6 separate regions of the Mus musculus genome follow, and all the other regions are linked to region 1. A link is a contact called in public promoter capture Hi-C data. All regions are on one chromosome and are shown on one strand. The core of a region is the stretch at or near the end of the contact, and the rest is flanking DNA. Distances in the headings are between cores, read along the strand shown. Region 1 holds the start of Rad54l2 (RAD54 like 2 (S. cerevisiae)). Region 2 holds the start of Lamb2 (laminin, beta 2). Region 3 holds the start of Ccdc71 (coiled-coil domain containing 71). Region 4 holds the start of Dag1 (dystroglycan 1). Region 5 holds the start of Nek11 (NIMA (never in mitosis gene a)-related expressed kinase 11). Region 6 holds the start of Camkv (CaM kinase-like vesicle-associated).

Region 1 (3,634 bases), core at 805-3,304:
GTGAATCTCTGGTTCCACTTTCCCCTTCCTGACCGGTGTGCAGATGCCCTGAGGGGAAGCGTCGGCAAGGACCCCAGTTCTTGACTTTCTCTCCAGGTAGAACACTGGCAGTGCACTGGTACTCAGAGAGAGGAGACTGGGAACCACTGCATTTGTCCCAGATCCTATTTTCCCCTTCTGGTCTGGTTGTGGACTCCTGGACTTTGCCCTGCCTTCTCCGGCAGGCGTATTGTATTGGCAGTGCCTGACACCTCTGGCAGATACCACATTCCCCTCCAGTCTCCTGTCTTCCTCCTTTCCTCTCCTTCCCTCCCTTCCTCTCTAACTCTTTCTCCCTTCCCTCTCTCTCCCCTCCCCTCGACCCCTCCCCTGCCTTCTTCTCTCCTCTCTACCCTCCCCGTTCCTCTCCCCCTCCCCTCTCCTCATTCCTGCCCTCTCCCCTCTCTTTTTATGCCTTTCTCTCTCTCTCTCTCTCTCTCTCTCTCTCTCTCTCTCTCAATGGCTAGCCTTAAATTAGGGCTTCTCCTACTGTTGCCTTCTAGGTTCAATTTGAATTTCCAAAAAGCCTAATCCGTTTTTAATTTCACGAGGAAAACAAAGAAAACTTTCAAAAATAGATCCACTTGACTATTAGCAAGGAAGACCAGCTCTTTTGGGGGGGGGGAGTTGGTTTTTTGAGACAGGGTTTCTCTATGTAGCCCTGGCTGTCCTGGAACTCACTCTGTAGACCAGGCTGGCCTCAAACTCAGAAATCCACCTGCCTCTGCCTCCCAAGTGCTGGGATTAAAGGCGTGCGCCACCACTGCCCAGCTCTTTTAAGTTTATTTGAATGAAGAGCCATCAATAGCCATCTATATGTTTCAGAACAGTGGCTTCCTGAGAGGAAAGAATAGAAGAAACTTCTATCACGGGGAGGGAGGGGGGAACGGGACGGCGGTGGGGGAGGGCGGGGAGCCATTGTTGGCTCCTGTTACTCCAAGCTCAGTTATGAAAGAGAAATAAGTTCTTCATATAAGCTCACTTATGTGAAGAGAGATAATAAGTAAGGCTCCTTTAGAGTCTCTGGTCTCATTTTTGTCCCTCTGGTCATTTATAGGGCTATTATCTGTACATATTTAAACTTTTGTAATTTGAGAGATGGTTCTAATAACTGGACTGGTGCCACATGCCTTTAATTCAAGAACTTGAGAGGTAGAGGCAGGTGGATTTCTGAGAAACCCTGTCTCGAAAAACCAAAACAACAACAACAAAAACCAATAATGAACCTAACAAACAAAAAAAACTTAAAAAAAAAAAAAACCAGACCCACATACCCAATATTTTCATCTTTCGCTCATATTCACTTTGGCGGTGGTGGGGGTTGCGGGTGGAGAGCCAAGGTAATGTAGTGGAAAGAGACAACAATACAGCTCATAAGAAAGTGGAGCATAACAATCTCCAACTTCAGGGAGAAACCTACGTTTGAGTGCGATCCCCCCTCCGCAGTACTCCCCCCTCCCAACTCGGCCGTCGCCTCTGCTAGTTTTCTGGAGACAGCTGCAGTCAACAGGAACCACGGACAGGTAGGGAGGAAGGGAGGAAGACCGAGAATTACAATGGCATGCATCAATTCAAGGAAGAACAACTTTTGTTGGAAGCTACAGCTGTAGTAGCATTGACTTTTGACAGCACCCTCAACGAATTTACACCTCATATCCGCACTATCTCGTTCCCGGTATGTTTTGACGTAATACCAAATTGAGAAGTGTAGGAGCTCAGGCTCATTTGTACTGATAAGTGTGTGTTTTTGGTAGTTAGTAAAATCCATTCAGTTGGCTCTACCAGTTCCAGGCAGGTTCTAGCATGGGATTGTTTTTGTTTTCGATTTTGTTTTATTTCTTATTTTATTTTTTTAGTCTCACTTATTCATGAAAAGGTCCTCTGTAGTAAATACACCTTACTCACCCAAGAATCGCCGTTTAGTGTCTTTCCCTGGGAAAGAACAACAGGACTCACAGCGGAACTTTGCTGCGGGTGGCTTGTGTTCCCGCCCGGGTGGCCGGGTGAGAGGGCCGGGAGGGGGAAGCTTTCTGGCGCGGACCGCGAGCGGAGGCTGAGAGCGCCGCCGCCGGAGAAGACCGACCCTCGGCCAGAGCCAGCCTGCGGCGCCCGGGCCTGGCTGGCTGCTTCCCGCCTCAGCCGCTTCTCCGGCTCCCGCCGCCGCAGACACTGTCCAAGAGGGTGCGGCAGAACGCGAGGTCCTACGGCCCAGCCCGGTCCGGTGCGGCCCGGATCCGTGGCACGGGAGGTGAGAGCCCCTGCGGTCCCCTTACTCCCTGCCGGGGCCGCTGGGACCCGCAACAATGGGGACGCGGCCAGAGTCCCCGGCGTGCAGCAGCCTGGGGTAGCAAGCTACTCCTGGCGGCTTGGGCCTTGGGGGGAGCTGCGTCCGACCTGGGAAACTCCAGTGACTGTAGGCTTGGAGGGGGTCTTGGCATCCACCCGGGACTTCAGTGGCTTGATATTTTGGGATTTCGTTGTCAAGGAAGGCAGTCGTAATTACCGAGACTGAACTACAGTGGCTATGCGCTCCTGATGTTATATTATAACACCGGCAAACCGTGCCGTGGTTTGAGGGAGAGGGATTGTGGTTCGAATTTTAGGGACCCCTGTGGCTTGGTCCCTAGTGGACATAGGTGTGGGTCTCTGAACTCCCTCGGGCCGTCTGAGAATTTGTTAGGCTGAGTCGGGTTTGGGGAGAAGAGGCATGGAGAGTTTAGCTTCTCTGAGGTAATTGGTGAGTAGTTCCTGGAAAGGCACGAGCTTAGTTGGGCACAAAAGAGTTGAGCTAGGAGCTAGATGGATCCTTCACGGCTAAGATGTATCCGAGTTAAGAGTGGTTCTCAGGTAGGAAACTTGTCACAGGAGTAGTGTTAGCTGCATTGGGTTAGGAAAAGGCCGATGCGAGCTGGGGAGGGAGGGAGAAGATGGCCGGCAGCTTCTGGGGTCGAAGAATTGGCTTTATGTGGGTCATGGTGGCTGTCTGGGAGTAGAACAAGAGCACTTTGCAGAGTGGGCTTCCTGCTAGAGAATGACCTCTTACTGCGGGGGAGTGTGTGACTCAGATCTGTTAGATTACTGCTCTTGCTGGCGGATGTGGCTGACTGTTGATGCCTGGACTTTGAAGCTGGAATGGGTATTTGGGGGGGCTTAATGAATTTGTTCTAGAGGAGAGGACAGTGTGGACCTTTCCTTCTTACTCCAAAGTCAGTGTGGTGGCTGTCGCCGGCAGTCATTTAAGTAACAAATTTCTTAATGGTATTTGACTTTAAAGCTTTTCTCTGTTCATTTTTTCCCCCTTTGCCCTCTTTTTTGAATTGTGACTCATATTTTGTTTTTAGCACTGTGGCTATTGTTTGTAATGATCCACAAACCTAGACCCCATAGTATGTTGTAATTCTTGGAGCTTTCAGTACAATTCTTCTAAGCCCAAACTAATGTAAAAGGCTTCACTAACTTTTTTTTTTTTGGTATATTTTAATATATGTAACTATAGAGGAGGATGTGAAAAAAAATCTTTATAATTTCTGCTGCTCAAAGCTCTTTAGACCCCTAAATTCATGAAGTTTCATTATCTCTTACTGCCATGAAGTGA
Region 2 (3,634 bases), core at 730-3,229, 1.7 Mb before region 1:
AGTTCACTCGTAGGTTGGTGATCTTCAACAGGTCTAAGAAAGGGAAGAGGGTCTCGTCCAACTAAGCAGGTGGCCCCTTGTTGCCTCGTCCCCACCAGTGCCACCATTGGTTGCAGCTGCCAAGGTCACCTTGGGAGACCTCTTTTCTATTGCTCCCAGAGCTAAACTGGGCTTGGCATTTGCCCTAGGAAGCACCTAAAATAGTTACTGAGGCCCCAAATAGTCCCCATCCGGACACTGAGACTGTGCCAATCTCCATAGTAGAACACTCACTCTGAATCCGTGAGCTGTAGGGGTCTGGGATAGGAATAGCAGGGTCCAGCACACGATAGATGACCTAGCAGGGCAAGAAGTCCACAGATAATGAACCTCGCTTCACGTCCATCACAGACCCCACTAGCTGGGTCCCAGCCCTTACCTCGCCTTCCGTAGACGGCTCGATTTCTGAGTAGCGGGACTCACACACTACATCATCCCAGCGACGTGGCGGGGCCAGTGGGATTCCCGGGAAGTCAGCCCCGCAGTCATAGGAAAAATATCGGTACACGTGCCAGGTGCGGCCAAAGTCTGCAGAACGCTCCACCAGCATAGCAGCAGGCCGGAACGTCTGGATGGGGAAGGAGGACATGTCTGACTAGCAGGAACCAGGACTTCAGTCCAGCCTAGGTTACGGAGAGCTCTGCTTAGTCATGATCACTGCTGAGCATCTCAGACACATGGGAAAGACTAGGAAAGCCAGACCATGATCAGACCAGGGAGGACAGCCACCTCTGACAGGCAGGTTAAAATACCACGAGACCCAGAGAGACTGTATCTGACTTAGCCTAGGAATGGGGCACAAGAGAGCATGTGCAGAGGTGTTCAACTATGGAAGCCATGCAGGACGTGACCATGCTTCACACATAGAGCACAACACAGGAGCTCAGGGAAGCTTCGTTGTAGAGCTAGGACTCTGTTAGGGGGTACTGAGAAGCAAAGCAAAATCAGGCGGGTTCGCTGACGCGCAGGCACCTTGAACGTCATAATGAGGTGGGTGAAATGAAACTCAGCTTCCAGGTCCAGTTGGATGGTGACCATTGGAACCCCTGCAGCAGGAATAGGGGGTCAAGGTTCTGCGGTTACTGGTTACAAGCCCTAGTCATCCTGATGACCTACTCAGGGGCTCACCGTTCTCCGATTGCCACCAGGCTGTCCGGCGTTGTGGCGCAAAGCTGGTGACTACATTCTGGATCCGATGACTATTTGGGTTGTCTCGAGCAGAGAAGGGACGTCGGGAGTCACACAGGAAACACTTCTTTTCGTCCTGGATTGGGTGGAGTGTAGGATAGGTACCTTAGCTGGGGCCGACCCCACCCTGACCCAGCCCTCTCCTCTGGGGCCCCAGAAGCACCTGCAGGTGACTGACAATACAGTAGGGTTGAGGGCTATGCAAGCCACACGTGGATGAGGCCGTCAGTCTGTCCGCACGGCCCACCAACAGGTCACCGGTGGCTGGATAGCAGCTTCCTCGAGAACAGCCAGGTACATCCAAGGACGGGGCCTGGGCCAATGTGGCAGCCAGCACTGAGGACAGTGGGTCAATCAGCTCAGCAGGACTCCTGGTGACTAGCCCCATCCCTTGGGCCCCTGGGAACAGCCTGCCACCCCTGGACCTACCATCACATCCCACAACCTTAGGCCTCACCAGGCCCCCTCACCACTTAGAAGTAGGCCCAAGCGAAGTTCCCATGGCAAAGGCTGTCCCTGCCTGCCCCTCCCTGGTTCTCCTGAGGCCCACTCCATCCTGAAGAAAAGTAAAATAGAGATAAAGAGAGATAAAGAGTCCACAGACGAAAGCCCACCACCTCCCTTGGGGCTGATGCTGACCCGACCGTGTGGGTACTGGGCTGGTGTCCCTCCAGGCCCTCAATCTGTCCAGGGTCGGACCTAGCAGTCACTCCTCCACAATCTGAGAGACTCTGACGACTTTGAGTAAAGTTGGAAAGCAAGGGAAGGAAGTAAAACACGGAGTGGATCTAAAATAGGATTATAACTGAGGATAGCACCCCACCCCCTACCATACCCCTGCCCGCTGCAGACAACCCTCATCCTAAGAACCAGACTTTGGTTACTTCATCCACTTTCTTTTTAAGCTGAAGTTTATTTAGCAGATGTGTACTTAGCAAAGAAGCAGCTTAGTTCGAGGAACTAAAAGGGAGCATCCAAAAAGAAATTAGAGTAGGCTGCTCAAAGACAGAGCATCCTGGTCCACATATCTTCATCGGATCCCTTAAGTCCCGATGTGAACCAGGGGTTGCTGGCAAGCATGGCATTCAGGGGACAGGAAGAGGGCTCGTGGAGTTGGCGGGTGGCAGAGGTAAATCGAGAGGTTTGTGATCTTTGTGTATCAGGAAGGCAGATGGAAGGAGCTTATGGCCTTTGTCCTGGTGTCACTATGGAAACCACAAATCAGCCGCGGGGCTCCCAGGGTTACAGCATCAGTCGGGAGATGGATGGGAAAGGTGCAAGCTAGAATTCTATTGTACCTGTGGAAAGGTTTAGGACGCCCCAAAGGATAGACTAGGACTGAGCTCTCGGAGATACTGGAAAGGCCACGCACTACTGCCTGAAACAGAACTCCGAGGAACTCGACCGTCCATAAGCACTCCAGCAAATGGGTTGCGAGAAAGGTTGCCTGTTTCCTGATTAAAATGGGCTGTGGCTACTCAGTTACCCAGAGGATGGGTTCTGGGTGACAGACTCTGGACCACCAGCAACAAGTGAATCCGAATCTTGTGACTATTTATCCACGCCGGACTTTCCAGTCGCCTGGCAGCCCGGGAGCGGAGGGTTGGAATGCGCGCACCCACTAGGCGCGCGCCCCACCCAGACCCCTGGGACTTCAGGCGGGAAGAGGGTGGGTTCAGGTCCGTACGGCTTGCTTTGAGTGCCACCGCTATGAACAGACTGCTGGAGATCAAGCAAAGATTACTGGAAGCTGCAGGCGCCTGTGGGAAAGCTGAAAGTTCAGAGGAAACTTTCCGCCTCACAAAGGAGGATGGGGGCGGGGCAGTCAATCCGCTGATTTTCCCTGTCACTAGAGTAGACTCTCCTGTCACCTAGAGGAGTCCTGTGAGCAATCTAGGGAAGCTCTGGTATGCTAGAGGTGATAGGTCAGAATTTTAGATCACTCGATAAAGGGGCAGGATGGGGCTAAGGGCATTAGAGGGAGTTACATGATAGTTCTAGTCTCAAGGTTAGACGGCCAATGAGGGACATCATAGAGTCATATTTATTTATTTATTTATTTAGAGACAGGGTTATTTATTTATTTATTTATTTATTTATTTCGAGACAGGGTTTCTTTGTATAGCCCTGGCTGTCCTGGAACTCACTTTGTAGACCAGGCTGGCCTTGAACTCAGAAATCTGCCTGCCTCTGCCTCCCCAGTGTTGGGATTAAAGGCGTGCGCCACCATGCCCAGCTGTCCGTTTTGTTTTTTATTTCTGAGACAGAATCTCCTGTTTCTAGGGCTAACCTTGAACTCACCCCTCCTGGTTCTTCTTTAGTAAGAGATGTGTGTGCCCCGACATGTGCATGATATTCAGGGGATGAAGGCTTGGGATTCATGGATGCCAGGCACACTGTAGCACTT
Region 3 (3,634 bases), core at 305-2,804, 1.7 Mb before region 1:
GGAAGGACTCCTGGAAGCAGTAACATCTACCTATCTGTCTGCGTGCCAACCAAAAAAGGAGCAGGTACAAATGGAGCAAAAAGGGTAGCAACTCCTGCAGAGGCTATCAAGTAAAGAAGAGTACGGACCATATGGATGAAGGCCAGGCTGTAGCTGAGGAAGACAGACTAAGGCCTTTGAACATAGGCCCAAAGACCCAGACTTACACCACCTGATGTCCACCCCACCACTGTTCATCCAACTGCCAACGTTCCAGTGCAGGGGGTGGCTCATCTCCTTACCAGAGTCTATAGACAGGATACTCAGTGACCTGATTCCTAGCTCTAGTCTTGGAGTTCAAACCCAATATAAGACACAGACCCGCCCAAAAAAAAAAGACAGTTGCAAACATCTCTAAGGCAAGCAAGAGACCAGGCAACGAGACCAAGGAGTTCAAGGTTTGACGACAAAGGACAGGGAAAGATTCCAACTAGGAAGGTAGGCCAAGCCGTAGCGCTTAAAAGGCAACAGACCTTAGATGTTAGTGGTCCCAACAGATGCAGCTGTCTGGGACCACTCAAATCGTCCTATGCTTCCTTAAGGAAGCCATGGCTGTCACTCAGAAGTTACACCCAGCACTCCAACGCAGCATCTGAGGGCTTCCCGAGTCAAAAGGTAAATTCCCCAGCTGCACCGGAGCGTTAAAAGATCAGCTGGGATGAGACAGGTCCCTGGAGTCTAGGAGCCCGTCTGTGCCGCCGCTCTGCACAGCTCTAATGAAGCAGACACACAGTCCTCAGACTCCCCGGAGAAAGTGCCCTGGGGCTCTTTGTTTGGAAACATTCTTGGATCCTCAGGTGTCTGAGGCACTTCCCCTCCCCAGAGGATGCTCTTCAAGTACAATCCAAGTTAATGCTTTCATTTATTTATTTATTTATTTATTTATGTTTTGAATGGGTGGGCTATGAACTGTAGGACAGAGGGGGACGACCTACCTCCCACCCCAAACCTCCGGCGCTCATATTACGGGGCGGGGACCAAGGGGCTCTTTGCCTAGGTCATTCTGAGCCCATGGGAGGGAGGGTGCTTCTTGGCTCTCAAGAAGCTTTGTAAACAGAGGCTGCAGCCAGGCTGACTTTTGCCTTCACACATTCCTTTGGGGCCAGCACAGGAAGTTGACAGAAGACTGGGGGCGGGCATACTAATCGGGCGGACTGGGATCAGGGGCAGATCGGGGCCCTCAGGCGGGGAGACCGAGGCCCCGGGGCCTGAACGGCGACGGGGAGTCGGGGTTACGGCGGCGGCGAAATGTGTAAGGTGGGCAGTGGTCGCCCGACAGGATCCTCAGAACCCCCAGGGTGGGGTCCTGGGTAGGGGTGGGGTGTCTCGGCCAAGCCCTGGGAAAATGAGGATCCCGGAAGGGCCGGCCACCCAGTCCCTTCGCCCTGCCGCCCTGTGGCCTCATGGGCAGCCACTCCGCACCACCGCTAGGCCCGCGGCTCCAACCTACCGGCGCCGCCGCGGGGACCCAGGACGCACCTCTGCGCCGCCTCCGCCGCTCCAACATGGCCGCCTGCTGCGCGCCGGAAGTACACCGTGCTTCCGCTTCCGGGATCTAGCCCGCCTGGTGACCCTTGACCCCTAGAACTCTCCCCTCCCCCCCCAAGTCTGGGGGCGGAGCAGGTTGAGTACTTCGGAGGGCTGCCTGGAGGGGGTGGCCTCGGAGGTGACAAGTCCAAACCTATCTGATCCAGTATGGGAGCCTGTGCACATAGAAGGCAAAAGTCACAGGATCCCAGTCAGGATTGGACTAAGGACCACTTTTCTAAAATGTCCTGGTAATATAGGAGTCAAAGTGACTCCTGGCAAGCTCTATGCTATTCTACACCCCAGGACCTTACTCTTTCTCTGGCACCTGATCAGAAGAGAGTGTGCCTGACAGGGATTATCTCAGGAAAGTCCCCTTGTTTCACCACACAAGTACTTCCTGAAAGAGTAGCAGGCGCTCCTCTCCTGAGAATGGGCTTAACCCTGGCACACTGCATGAAAAGCTGGTATATACATGTAGGCACAAGTAATACACAGCAGCCTGGGGCTGTAGATGGCCAGTCTGTAAGTCACAGTACATCAATGTGGGCCTGAATATACTTGCTCAGGTATGTATACACAGTGGAGTGCCAAGATCTGGCTCAGCCAAAGCACCTCGAATGGCACAAAGTAACACTTTTCAGTCGTTACAGTGCCCAGAATCCGTTGGCTCTGTTGGCAAAGAGATTGCAAACTCAGTCCTACCTATGTCCTGTAGACAACACAAGATGGTTAGTTACAGAGCCCTCTCCTCAGCAGTATTTGAGGACACAGGTTAAAACTAACTCTAGGAATCTGAGACCTCAGATGAACAGTCAGCATATTTTCCAAACCTTGTCCTTTTTGGAGACAGTGTATCCCTACATAGCCCTGGATTCCTGGGATCAAAGGTGGCATGTGCTGCCATGCCTGGCTTCACAGCTTTAAGGAAAGGACCCCCTTGTCAGATGCTTCCTAGTCCAGTTTAGGAGGCATCAGGAAAGCTTTGGTTTCATGGATGAGGGAGTGAAGGCATCTGGACCTGTCTAAGAGTTTGGGGTAGGTAGACAAGGGTGTTTGAAGTGCTTCATGTGGGAGCTGGATACTAGCCTTCTTCCTCTTTTGTACGACTGAAAGATCCTTAGCTGTTCTGTGTTTCCCAGCCTATGTAGAGGGATCTGTCATCTTTAAAGATAAGTATCAACCACCCATCAATACCCAAGGCCTCACTTGATGCCTGTTTACTTCTCAGAGCTTTGGCACCGACAGGAGACTCCTGACAGTTTCTGGGTAGCCAAGTACCCAAGAGGAACCACAAAATCTGCGGGCAGTCTGGGGTCAGTACCTCCAGTCATTTCTCTTGGTAGAGAAAAAGGGCCTTATGGACCTACACCAGGATGAGCCATAACTATGCAAACAGAAGCCACTTCTGCCAAGAGGCAGAGCTTGGTGCCTTCCAGGCATAGTAGCAGGCCAGATGTGCTCTAGCAGGCCAAATGTGCCCTAGAAGGAGATTCCTCTCTTGCATTATCAAACCCAGAGGTCAGAGCAAAATGGAGGACAAGAAGGCTGGGTCCATTCTCTCTCTGTTCCTTCTCTCTATGGCTACTGAGGGAACGGTGAAAGTGAGGGAACCTAGCTATCAAAGGGGGATACACCTTGGTGTTACAACTGATGTGGGACTCTCATCAGAGCACAGCTGTCACTTGACCTGGTTCTTGACAGCTGCTGGCTCTACATCGGCGTAACCTGAGGCAGCGAGGTTGAGGTGGGAAGACACCTGAGGCATTTCCATGGTCCATCCCTTGCTCTCTACTTGACATCTTCCATGGTCATTGGTGAGGTGAAGCCACATCCATCTTATCGGAGACAACTGGTTGACCAGGTGGGTTAAGATACAGTTTGGGAAAGATTTGCTTTAATAGGTCCTACTTTGAAAAGCCAGAGCCGGGGCTGGAGAGATGGCTCAGCGGTTAAGAGCACTGACTGCTCTTCCAGAGGTCCTGAGTTCAAATCCCAGCAACTACATGGTGGCTCACAACCATCTGTAATGAGATCTGATGCCCCCTCTTCTGGTGTGTGTCTGCAG
Region 4 (3,634 bases), core at 374-2,873, 1.5 Mb before region 1:
GAGCCACCATGTGGTTGCCGGGAACTGAATTCAGGACCTCTGGAAGAGCAGTCAGTGCTCTTAACCGCTGAGCTATCTCTCCAGCCCTATATCTTATGTTTTTATTGTGCTTGGAGTTGGTTCTTTCTTTTCACCATGTGGGTTGTGGGGACCCAACTTAAGTCATCAGTAATGTCTTTACTGTCTAAGTAATCTCTGAAGCCCTTGATTAGTTTTTGAGACAAGGTATCACTCTATAGCCCAAACTGGCCTGGAGACTCATTATGCGACCTTGACTGGCCTTCAATTTACAGCAATCCTTAAGTCGCAGCTTTATGAGTGTAAAGATTACAGACGGCAGCAACCATGGCCAGCTCATTCTCAGCCTTTCTAAAATGGTACAGTCTTAAAGTCAGAATCTGAGAAGCCATTAACTCTTCAGTTTATTAACATCCAAGGGATGGCCTGCTCTTGCTCTCCTGGATTTTAGTTCCTCTTCCTTTTCTAGGCTCTATGAGTTAGTCACGTAAGAATTGAGAAATTGCAAACAGGTATTTGAGGTAGGGCATTTCTTCCTGAAAATTTTTTCTCCTAGACTCTTCTGAAGAGAACTGCCCGTCCTTTAGGCAGGAATCCCAGGCTGAGTAGCCGCCGGGTCTGTATTCAGAATGAGTTTACTGATAACAGCTTGTGTCTGAAACTCCAGCCTGGCCCTAGGCCAAAGAGGAATGGATTCCTTCTAGCAGTGTGGGGTCAGTTAGGAAGGGAGCAGAGCCTACCACAGTTCTGATTTCCACAGGTATTATGCACTGTCAGGTTTAGTAACTTGTTAAATCTCCAGTCTCTGGAGTTTGGGCCCTCTGGTGAGCCCAGGAGAGTTAAGAACTACTTTAGGACCCTCCATAAATGGGGGAGGCCAGATTCTAGCAGTAACCACCCATCTAAAGAATGTGGGCCACCGGGGGGTGAGTGACCTGTGCTAGCGGGTCAGAGCTATTTTGAGCTCCAGAGGAGGCATTGGATTTTAGCTTTCCAAGGAGGGGGAGGGGAAGCCTGTTGTATGGCCAGCACTAAAGAAATGGGTTACCTTCCTGCCCACCCACCCGGATCTGGCCTTAGTTTCTCCATCCATATTAAGGAGAGGGTAACAAGGCCTCTCTTCCTTTGCAATTGGGAGGGCGCTTCCTGAGTGTTTGAATGGTTTAGATACCGCTTGCGTTTTGCTCGAAGGAAATTAGGGGGCAGCTGTGTGGTGGCTTGTTGTGGCCGGACCGGTTCGCCGGCCTGTCCATACCTCGATTTATTCTTCGGGAGAAGTTGGGAAAGGTGCCCCTCCCCCACCCCAGCTAGCAAGCGCTCCCAGCTACCCGGACTGGCTAAGGCGTGTCCCGGGACCCACTTGGTCGACTTCGGGGGCGGGGCCTCTACGTCGGGGCGTGGCTTTTGGGGCGGGGGCGTGACAGGCCAATGGGCAGAGAGGTGCGGGACGGGGCGGGGCCTGTGCGCGGGTGCGGCGCGCTGCGGGGCTAGCGACGCAGGCAGAAGCGGGCCGCGCGCTGAAGGCTAGTCGGCGCCGCTCCGAGTCGGCCGTGGGATTGGCTGCGGCACTCGCGTGTCAGGCGGTTGCTAGGCTCCGGCCGCGCGCCCCGCCCTCGCGCTCGGCGCCCTCTCACCGCTCGGTACGTGATCGCGCGGAGGCTGCGGCGCGGCGCTCGCGCTCCTGGGGCTCGGGGGCGGCAGCGGCGGTAGCTTCGCGCGGAGTCCCCGGGGAGTGGCGGCGGTGTCCCTGGGCCCGGAGGAGCGAACACCTGCCGCGGCCTGCCCGTGGTGCTGGGTGAGTGCGCCTCCCGCCTCTGCCTCCCGGTGCCTGCCTGCTGGGGCCGGGATCCCCGCTGCAGCCGACCGAGCCTTCCGCGGAACACCTGCTGCTGCTCCCTTTCGGCCCGGGGCGGGGACACGGCCACGGACGTCCTTGCGGGTGAGGAGGCGGCGCCGCCGCCGTCCGTGCGGAGCCGCCCCTCGGCTCTCCGTCCGGTAGCTGAAGGCTGAGGCCGGAGCTGCGCGCCGCGGCGACGGGCCAGGCCTCGGCCCCGGCCCGCGCTCCCGGGAACGCGGGGCCTGTGCATCGGCCGCGGGCGTGTGCGGCCTGCGGGCTGCCTCCGGGTTGCCAGTGGGGGTCGCGGCCCAGTTAGGAGGCATCTCTACTGTGGGGCTCCTGCCAGAGGCTGGGAAGGGCGCCGCCCCCGCCTCTTGCTTTGAGCTGCTCCGAGTCTTGGGGTTCTTTCCTCCCCCTCGGTTGCGCTTCTGTGGGAGACTCCTTTACTACCTTTGCAGTGGGTATTTGGGAAATCAGGTTCACTTGCGAGTATATTTGGAAAATGTTCCCAGAGGGAACACCATGTTGACTCAGAGTCCTTTGCTATAACTCCCAAGTTCATTTATTGACAAACTCAACGGGCAATTAAAAACACACCTCTTAATCTCTACAATTTGAGAAGCTTTTGTTAAGTTGAATTACATCAAGATTAGTTTTCGTGGTGATGACGAAGTTTTGACTGGTCCGCCTAGTCTGGGACAGTACCTTTATAGCCTAGAGGTCTAACTTGAGAGTCCAGCCTGCTGTTTCCCTAAATAAGCGAGTAGAAGTAGTTCTTGGCGTGGAAGCCAGACTCGTGAAGTGAGGGTGGTGTTTATAGAACATAACTCCAGCTAGAGTTGGGTGTGCTTCCAGATGTTTTGGAATCTGATGGAGATGGGGTGTTGCAATCATATTAGTATATATTGTGCTTAATGAGCAAGAGACATACTTTCAGAATGTTCTAGTTTAGAAAAAGAATTCCACGGTAACGGGTTGTACAGATCGATGGTTTAAATATGGAGAATTGAAGTTCTTTTTGCCTTGAAGTCAAGGACATGGTCAGCGTGCTTAAAGGACATAGGGGCTATTGGAGAAATCAGATCTCACTAGGGAGTTAGTTGCAAGGCGTGTGGGATCCTGTGTGAAGGTAGGAGTAAGTAGCACTATGCAGGCAGCACCGGGTGGGAATGTGCAAGCATTGTTGATATGTACCTCTGTTGAAATTGTCACCGGACAAGTCCTCATCATTCTAAAAAACCTGATTTGACAAGATGCATTCATTTAGTAAATGTTTGACTTTACTCCCTGGGGACTTCTGGGTAGGACTTGGGGGCCCATGTAATACATCTTGCTTTGTCCTTAACTGATTTTGGGTTCAGTGAATGAGAATCAGAACCCATGACGAGAATATGCTTGCTTGCATGGTAGCCTGAAGAGAGCCTTCCTGAGCCGTGCGTGGCCTTCAGGGCCAGCAGGAATTAGCTGGGGGACATAAAGGCTTGTACACCCGGAACCACATGTACATGGTTTAAAATAGAGCCTGGGAGTCTTCCAGCTGGACAGGTGGGAGCTCTGGGCCTTCTTTGCACATAGGAGCTCCAACCTCTTAGGGTACAGGAGCTTGAGAATGCTTTTAATCGTTTGAGTGGCATAATCTAGATCGAGTTTAGAAAGAGATATGTTGGTGGCATGTCGGGAGTGTCAGAGATGTCCAGACCTCTGGTAGTAAAGTCAGCCAGCTGAGAGGAAGGAGGACGAGCCATTTGAGAGGGGAGACTGAAAAGGTAGTGCAAAGTG
Region 5 (3,634 bases), core at 381-2,880, 1.4 Mb after region 1:
GAGTAAGGGGCACACATTCCCACCCCCACCAAGAGAAAGGGAACGGGCTGCTTGGATCTTCTCTTTTGCTCGATCCTTCAAAGTTGTCAGCTTTTTATCTGAAATGTCACATCCTCCATCTAATACAACATACGGACAAATATGACACACAAACAGTGATTCAAAGAATTTCTGTACAACATCTGCGAATAAATCATAGTCTCCTCCATACCTGAGCTCCAAGTCAGAATTGAAGCAAAGTCGGTGGAAGAGAGAATAGCCATCAATGATAAGTTTTGTGTTCCGCAATTTCAAATCAACGAAGAATTCATTACTATAATCTTCCACAAAGCTCATTAGTCCCCGAATACCCATGATGATCGACAGAAATCCCTGTTGAAACAAACAAAAAAAATCAATTGCTGGTCTTTTTGATGGCTATTCTTGGTTGTCAATCTGAGTATATCTAGAATCAATCAAGACCCAAACTGCAGGATACGCTGTTGAGGAACTTTGCTTGATTGGATTATTGGAGGTGGAAGACAGAACTTATATCTAGGCCACACCACCTCATGGCAGCCCATATAGAGATAAAGGAAGAAATCTGTTTTGTGAGGGTCAAGGCCAAAAGTCCTAAGCTATAAAAATGACAACCCAGCATAAGACACATAATGAGCCAATTTTTTTTTTCCTTATGGATAACTAGACCCTTGTTACAGGTCTTGAGTGTAGGGTACATTGGAGAGTAGTTTGAGCTAAGGAAAAACACAGCTTTATGCTTCTAGGATCCCAAGTATACAATTTCAACCTCAACTGGATTCTTACACCCCCTTACTAATGGCCTATCTGGCTAACAACTCATAGGATTAGTATTACTGGTTTCCCCCCTCGCCTCTGGCTTCAAATATCGCTTAGCACGATGCTATTGCCAGCCTTGCCCGTGTTTAAAATCGTGAAAGTTTTGCCAACCTTGGAATTTTTGCATTTTGATTTTTGTGGGGCTACCACATAAAAAAATGCATCCTCCTGAATTTTTTGCCTTTGGTATCAGCTTACATTATTGCACTTGATTTTTTATCTCACCTCAGATCCACCTCGGCCAACATCTCAACACTTTTTAATTCTGAATCGTCATGTCTTTCCCGGTTTGTCATGTGGTTTCTGCGAACTCACTGTAAACTAATGACTTGACCTTGAGCGAAGTAGCTCAAGGAATGCAAGCAAAGGGCAGGAAAAGGTAGGATCTAATTCCTCAACCACCAATCTTCCTACCTCAACCTGCTCCTGCCCTCCGGATCCGCCGGCTGCTTCCGCCCGACCGCCGGCTCACTTCACCAGCAGCAGCAGGTAGGATCCCGGGGAGAAACGGCAGACCCGCGGGTGCGTGGAAGACCGCGAGCGGAAACAGGAAGTGCTGCGAACGACGTCACTGGGAAGCCTGGCTCCGAGAAGCTGAGGGCTCTCCCTGGAGGAGAAAATGCTTTCGGGCCGGGTGGTGGGAACTTGGTGTGAGAGGTTGAGCCATTCCTCTCACACTTGCGGCCGCCTCCTCACCCTGCTCGCTTCGCCACGCCTCGAAGGGTCCGGCGCGCTTCCGTTGGATTGGACGCCGGAACGTCGACTTCCCAGCAGCCCCCGCGCCGTCTCCGTGGCGACGATGTTAAACAACCACGCCCTCCGAGGCAGCGAGCTCTAGGCTGACGGAGGCTTGGCCGGGCGCCGCAGGCTGGGGACCTGTAAAGGTAATGAAAGTGGATCTCTCGGGCAGCCGGGTCCCACAGCCCCTGGACCGCATTCCCCTTCGGGAGACTAAGCGCCCTGCTCCTCGATATACATTCACGCGCTCCGCGAAAAACTTAAGGTTTATTTGTTGAAGAGACAAGTTTTTTCGTTTTACCTCAGGGTTAGAGTTTACTTCTCAGGTCAGATTTAGTTAGCAGAACCTCAGGTCAAAACAGCTTCCTAGTTTTTTGGGTTTTTTGACATGGACATAAACCACTCAGTTCTTACCATCGGTAAACACTTGACTTTCTCTTTACCTGCCCCAGCGGGATGGGTACCCCAGGGATGGTTAGCACAAAGTGGGCGTCTCTCAGCTTTCTTCTAGTTCCTATTATGTTTTCTTTCCTTTACTTGTCTTTGGGTCACATTTGGTATGCTGGATCTTTCTTCGCTCTCCAAACGTTTGCTAACAACTGTATGTCAGCTGTTAGCTAGGCCCCAGGGATACAAGCATAACCTGTGTCCCTAGCACCCAAGTTCATCCTCTGCCCTAGGTTCAGATCCAGCCTGCAGTGTGTGTACATTCCATGGATACCAACTGAGATGAGGGCGACAGAGCTGATTCTGTGTGATGAGCCTGGAGAGGCTGCTCACACACTGCTGGGTTTATTACTCCATTACAAATAGAAGCTTTGGTCCTCCATCTTGAGTTCAGCTCTTTACTAAGTGGGGACTTTAATCGCCTCTCCACATTGAGAATTATTATTAGTGATCTGAAAGGCGACAGAGAGGCCATTTTTTTTTTTTGAACAGCCTAGTTTATCTAGAAATCACCACTTTTATGCCAGTCAAAGAAGCAAACAGAAGGTACCTTTTAGGACCTATTCTTTAGATTCTGCAGATTTTAGTAACGTTTCCTTGAGGAGAGGGGCATTGCTCTCACTGGGACTAGATCAAACCACAGATTAGTACATTATTTAAAGAAGACAAAATTACAAATAGGTTTTATGTTTTGCAGTTTTTTTTTTTCTGTTTGAGTGTCCTTGTAGGTTTTGTGGTAAATGTTGAGCCCACAGGTCAACACTATAACACTATTTTTTTCTCGTTGTTTTAGAATTGCTGAATATGAAAACCTAATGCCAAGGTGTACATAGTATTCAGCGTAAAGTCCTATTTTCATGTAGATTTTAAACAAAAGCACAGTTTTCAATAAAACATTCAACACTTTGATGGAATGGAGTAAGAGTGTGTTTTGTGGAATACTTTCTCATGGGACAGTTCTGCCATTCATAACATTTCATAGCTCCCTCAGGAACTGTGGCTTCACCTGTACTACACTTAGAGTCAGCTAGCTTTAAAACGCAGTCTTAGGTCTGAGGTGCATGTCCTTACTTCTAATCCAGGAGATAGCTCTGTACCCAGTGTGTACAATAGAAATGGAATCAGATCTTGCTTAAGATGGGGGGGGGGCACTGAATTGATATCCTTCCACATAGCTAGTCTAGCAAACAGACACCCCAAAACTGTGATTTAAAGTTGACATGGGCAAAAAGCAAAGGGAAGCAGAATATGCTAATCAGGGTTTAACCCCAATTTACTCTGTGCTGAGTCAAAGCAGACTGAGAGGGAGGAAAGCATCACCAGGGAGTTGGCCTATGTGTGCATTAGGGGAAGCCATGGCCCTGGGTTCGCATTGGTTTTTAAGTCGATGGGGAGTATAAATATCTAACAAAATATGAATCATAAAACAAATACACATTTCAGGAGTCAGTAAAAATGTGGCTCTAAACTATTGTGATAAAGTTGCATGTATAAGGAAGGCTCTTTTTCTATGAGAGAGTGCCTTCTGGAATTTACTGTATTTCCTTTCATCCTACAAAACACATGCACACACATACACACACACATACACACACACACACAGAGAGAGAGA
Region 6 (3,634 bases), core at 733-3,232, 1.1 Mb before region 1:
GAAGAAGACTCAGAATGCTCAGCAGCAGCCTAAACCCTCCAAGGCCGCGTTTTGGGATCCCCTGGGCCAGGAGCAACCCCTGGCATTTGGCTTTCAAGATTCCTGAGTATCCCCCCAGACATAGAGTGAGTGCACTTGGCACAGGAGGTCCAGTAAAAAGAGGTCAGCTTCTAGGAGCTTCTTGGTGTGGAAGAGGCCAGCTGTTGCGGTCCCCAGCCAGTCAGTCCCCAGTCTCTCTCCCGCTTAGGCGAAGAGGTCCAAAAGTTGAAAAGACTGGCATTGCAGGATAGACACCCAGAAAGAAGCCTGCCTAATTCCTTAAGAAGCCGTCTCGGCTGGCCCAGCCTTACCCAGGGTCCCCAGCAATCTCCACCTCAGTCAGCTGAACTCTCCAGGCCTTGGGTTTCCAGGGCCCTTCTTCATCCCAGCCTCAGTCTTGGGCAGATCTCAGGATGGCCAAAAGCAGCAGCCAAAACAGCACCATGAGCAAGCCAGAAACAGGAAGACAAAGGCACACCAACACCCCCCAGGTCTCAGTTTCCCTGAACAGAGCAGAGGACTGCCACCAGCCGGCTAATTGGTAGCCACCAGGGAATGAAGACACAGAGAAGGGCCTGCAGCAGATATATACAGAGCCAGGGTAGGGCGCCTGGGGATCCACACTAAATGAGGGGAAAAAAAGGGAGACCTCTGTCCCATCCTGGCTATGAAGGGAATGGAGATACTAATTTCCAAGTTAGGAAAGGGAGGCTCAGAAGTCACTGAATCTGCCAGTAATCAACTCAGAGGGGGAGGGGAAGCCAGCCTACTTCTGCAAAGGTGGTCCTGGGGGCCCCAAAGCCTGAGCCTGTGTTTGGAGGCTGGTGTGCAAAAGACCCACTAGAGTCGTATAGACCAGCTAGGAGCTTTTGGTGAGGAAAAGGGGGCCCTGTTCTCTAGGAAGGAACCTGCTAGAACAGGTTTGGGGTCGGGGAGCAGTTGGCAGCCCTTCATGGGGCTGGGGCTCAAAAGCCCAGGGTCTCCTGTCAAGCAATAGCAAGCTGAAAAAGACAGAGAGGCTAACGCTTTAATTGTCCCCTGCGACTCCAGGCAGAGTCCCTGCTCTTCACCATGGTACCACTCTGACCCCCTTCCCCAGTGCTGCTGGCTCGCCCCCGCTGGCACAGCAACACACATGCGGGAGGCACACGTGTGAGCAGCAAGCCCCGCACCTCCCAGCAGAAACATGTGCGCCCCGCACCCCCACCTCGCACGTGTGTCAGTGCGCTGCGCCCCCACCTCCCTTGACAAAAGACCCTCAGAAGGCTTGGAAGCCTGAACTTAGCTTGGGGGCCAATAGTCCACTCGGGCTTAGAACCTCCTCCCCCAGCCCCGCAGCAGCCCCGCCCAGCCCCCTCCGGATTGTCGCCCATAAAGAACTCTCCGTTGTCATGGAAATTAGTGACTGCCAAACCAGAGGGAGGGGGCCCCCAGGGGCAGTTGGGGAGGGGCTGAAGACCGCTCTAGGAGCGAGGATGGACCGCTCGGCCCTTGGCCCTTTACCCCTATAAGGGGCACCACGAATCTTCGAGGGTTTATGTTTTTTACAATTCGGAGCTGCAGAGGCTTTCTCTGGGACCCTCCCAAGCCGTCAGAGGTAATGGGGAACTTTAGCCCAACCCCGCACGCCACCCCACCTCGCATCTGCAGAAACGGTGCGCTGTGCCCCTGCTTGGGACCCCCAGAGTCCTCGCGGTGATCGCGCGCATCCTGCGCGGGGATTCTCTAACCAGGGAAACAATCTCCCAAGGCCCCCCAACGTGCATCCAGGAGGCGCCCTCCCCACCGGCCCAGCCCTCCCTGCTCCGCACCTGCAAAGCTGGTCGGTCACAGGCAGGAAGCGATAACCCGCTCAGCAGGGCTCCGGGGGCGGCGGGCAGAATCCGCTCCGGGCACGCGGGGCAGACGCGGCGCCAGCTGCAGCCGCTTCGACTCCAGAACCTCCAGCATCGCCAGTCGCTCTCTGGCAGCGGATTCGCACCCCGGGCCGGGGGCGGGCTGGGGGCGGGGCCTCCTCGCCCGGCCCGCCCCCACCCTGGCAGACCCGGAGACTGGAATCCCACTCGAGGGAGGGCGCATGCAGGTTGGCGGCGAACACCTGCTAGGCTCACTTAGGCCATCAGACTCAAAACCCAGCAACAGGAGGCGAAGGGGCCCTTCCTAATCCCGAAGTAAGGAGTTAGGAGTGAGGACTTGGAGAAGAACCTGAGTCCTGGAACTGCACAGGAGTCTCCTGGCTAGAAGTAGTTTGCAGGAGACCAGGGCCCTGCCCAGTTCCCCAACCCTGATCCAAAGGGTTGGATCTACTTAGAACCACATGGGCAGTCCCTGGAGCACCTCCTAGACAGGAATAAACACACAGGACTATGTGTGCAATTGTGATCAATTTGGAAATGACAAGACAGTGAGGCCCTCAGACCATCCTACATCCAACTCCTGTGAAGCCAAAATCTTTCCCAACTAAATTACCAGCCTCATGGCTGGCTCAGTCAGTCCCCTCTGTATAGTTCTGAATTTCCCAAACTAAAAGTCACCTATGATGTAGCATGGGGTCTGCTTTCTTCTCTTTGTAATAATCCTTAAACATTTCCTAAGCAACATGACCCAGGTGACCTGGGCTAGGTTATGGTATTGTGGAAGTACTAGGAAGGAATTTCCAATGAAGTTCTTAACCATATTTCTGTCCCTTCTCAAGGAGGCAAGAGGACTGAAGGTCCATCCCACTGCCCATCAAGTCCTGAGGACCATCCTGAGACAATAAATAAAGGCCACATTTAGGTTTTCCATTGTCTGGACCCAGGCTCCATTCCATCTTACCCTGCTAGTGATCTGCCCGGCCCAGCCATCCTGGGAACAGGGTCACATGTTGAGCAAGCCTATTTGCATTACCACCCATAGCTGAGGACAGATGGGACCCAACAAGTGAAGAACTTGGGGCTGAAGCCAGAAGATTGCCAGAGAAATTGCTTCAGGGTTTCTGGATAACCTCTTCCAGAAGGGTTGTTGAGTTCTTCATGTCTTTCCCCGACTCTGGTCACTTCCTCTAGGCCATGTTATCATTGTATCTGGGCCCCTGAGTACGAAGAGTCTTGGCCATTAACATCCATCCCAGTACTGGATAGGAACCTTTTGGCAAACTTGACAGAGCCTATGTCTAATCTCACAATGCTCAACTAATGTTTGCAGAAGGAAGGAAAAGCCTGGCATGCAGTCTTTTCTATTATCCCTAATACAATGAGCCTCCAAGTTTATGTTGTAGCCAAGACATGGCTGGCAGAACCGACATACCTCAAACACATCTTCTATCTTTCTTGAGGATCACAATCTATCCAAGAATGGGGCCAAGAACCTGGATTATGGCTTTAGAGTCAGTGGAAGGGGTGGCTCCCTAAAGCTTTGCCTGCTGCTGGCAGTATTCCACTTCTTGATCCTGTGCACACTGTGTGCACGTGGGTGACAGCACGTGGCAGGGTATATGCATACACGTGAATGTGTGCTAGCTTATACCAAGGGAGATGGAAGCAGCACAGTGTATGCAGCGATGCCCACGGGCATGTGTGTGTCTGTGCTCTGTGTGCACCCAGGCGTGCTTGCC

Evidence for each region. Promoter capture Hi-C pulls out the DNA fragments that hold promoters and counts their contacts.
Region 2: a contact with region 1 is called in a promoter capture Hi-C map of pre-B cells, with 3 times the contacts expected there. The contact joins the promoter of Lamb2 here to the promoter of Rad54l2 in region 1. A contact is called at or near these places in 4 of 39 promoter capture datasets (the 3T3-L1 cell line, hippocampal neurons and pre-B cells).
Region 3: a promoter capture Hi-C map of pre-B cells shows a contact between it and region 1, with 4 times the contacts expected there. The contact joins the promoter of Ccdc71 here to the promoter of Rad54l2 in region 1.
Region 4: a promoter capture Hi-C map of pre-B cells shows a contact between it and region 1, with 2.1 times the contacts expected there. The contact joins the promoter of Dag1 here to the promoter of Rad54l2 in region 1.
Region 5: a promoter capture Hi-C map of pre-B cells shows a contact between it and region 1, with 2.8 times the contacts expected there. The contact joins the promoter of Nek11 here to the promoter of Rad54l2 in region 1. A contact is called at or near these places in 2 of 39 promoter capture datasets (liver and pre-B cells).
Region 6: a promoter capture Hi-C map of pre-B cells shows a contact between it and region 1, with 2.3 times the contacts expected there. The contact joins the promoter of Camkv here to the promoter of Rad54l2 in region 1. A contact is called at or near these places in 2 of 39 promoter capture datasets (pre-B cells and stem cell-derived epiblast-like cells).

The regions. Positions count from the first base shown.
Region 1 is chr9:106,787,633-106,791,266 of GRCm38.p6, reverse strand. It overlaps Rad54l2 (RAD54 like 2 (S. cerevisiae)), which reads left to right and starts at 2,054. Exons shown (of 22, transcript NM_030730.2): 1 at 2,054-2,287.
Region 2 is chr9:108,478,207-108,481,840 of GRCm38.p6, reverse strand. It overlaps Lamb2 (laminin, beta 2), which reads right to left and starts at 1,979. Exons shown (of 33, transcript NM_008483.3): 1 at 1,867-1,979; 2 at 1,698-1,783; 3 at 1,391-1,563; 4 at 1,168-1,303; 5 at 1,012-1,085; 6 at 419-607; 7 at 274-337; 8 at 1-33. The coding sequence starts at 1,782.
Region 3 is chr9:108,458,473-108,462,106 of GRCm38.p6, reverse strand. It overlaps Ccdc71 (coiled-coil domain containing 71), which reads right to left and starts at 1,554. Exons shown (of 2, transcript NM_133744.5): 1 at 1,490-1,554. It overlaps Gm51295 (predicted gene, 51295), which reads right to left and starts at 3,013; the gene lies at 2,947-3,013. It also overlaps a transcript of Klhdc8b not described here.
Region 4 is chr9:108,261,804-108,265,437 of GRCm38.p6, reverse strand. It overlaps Dag1 (dystroglycan 1), which reads left to right and starts at 1,623. Exons shown (of 4, transcript NM_001276482.1): 1 at 1,623-1,813.
Region 5 is chr9:105,393,283-105,396,916 of GRCm38.p6, reverse strand. It overlaps Nek11 (NIMA (never in mitosis gene a)-related expressed kinase 11), which reads left to right and starts at 1,630. Exons shown (of 16, transcript NM_172461.3): 1 at 1,630-1,721. Aste1 (asteroid homolog 1) reads right to left here and starts at 1,555. Exons shown (of 5, transcript NM_025651.5): 1 at 1,252-1,555; 2 at 1-372. The coding sequence starts at 354.
Region 6 is chr9:107,934,268-107,937,901 of GRCm38.p6, reverse strand. It overlaps Camkv (CaM kinase-like vesicle-associated), which reads right to left and starts at 1,982. Exons shown (of 11, transcript NM_145621.2): 1 at 1,851-1,982.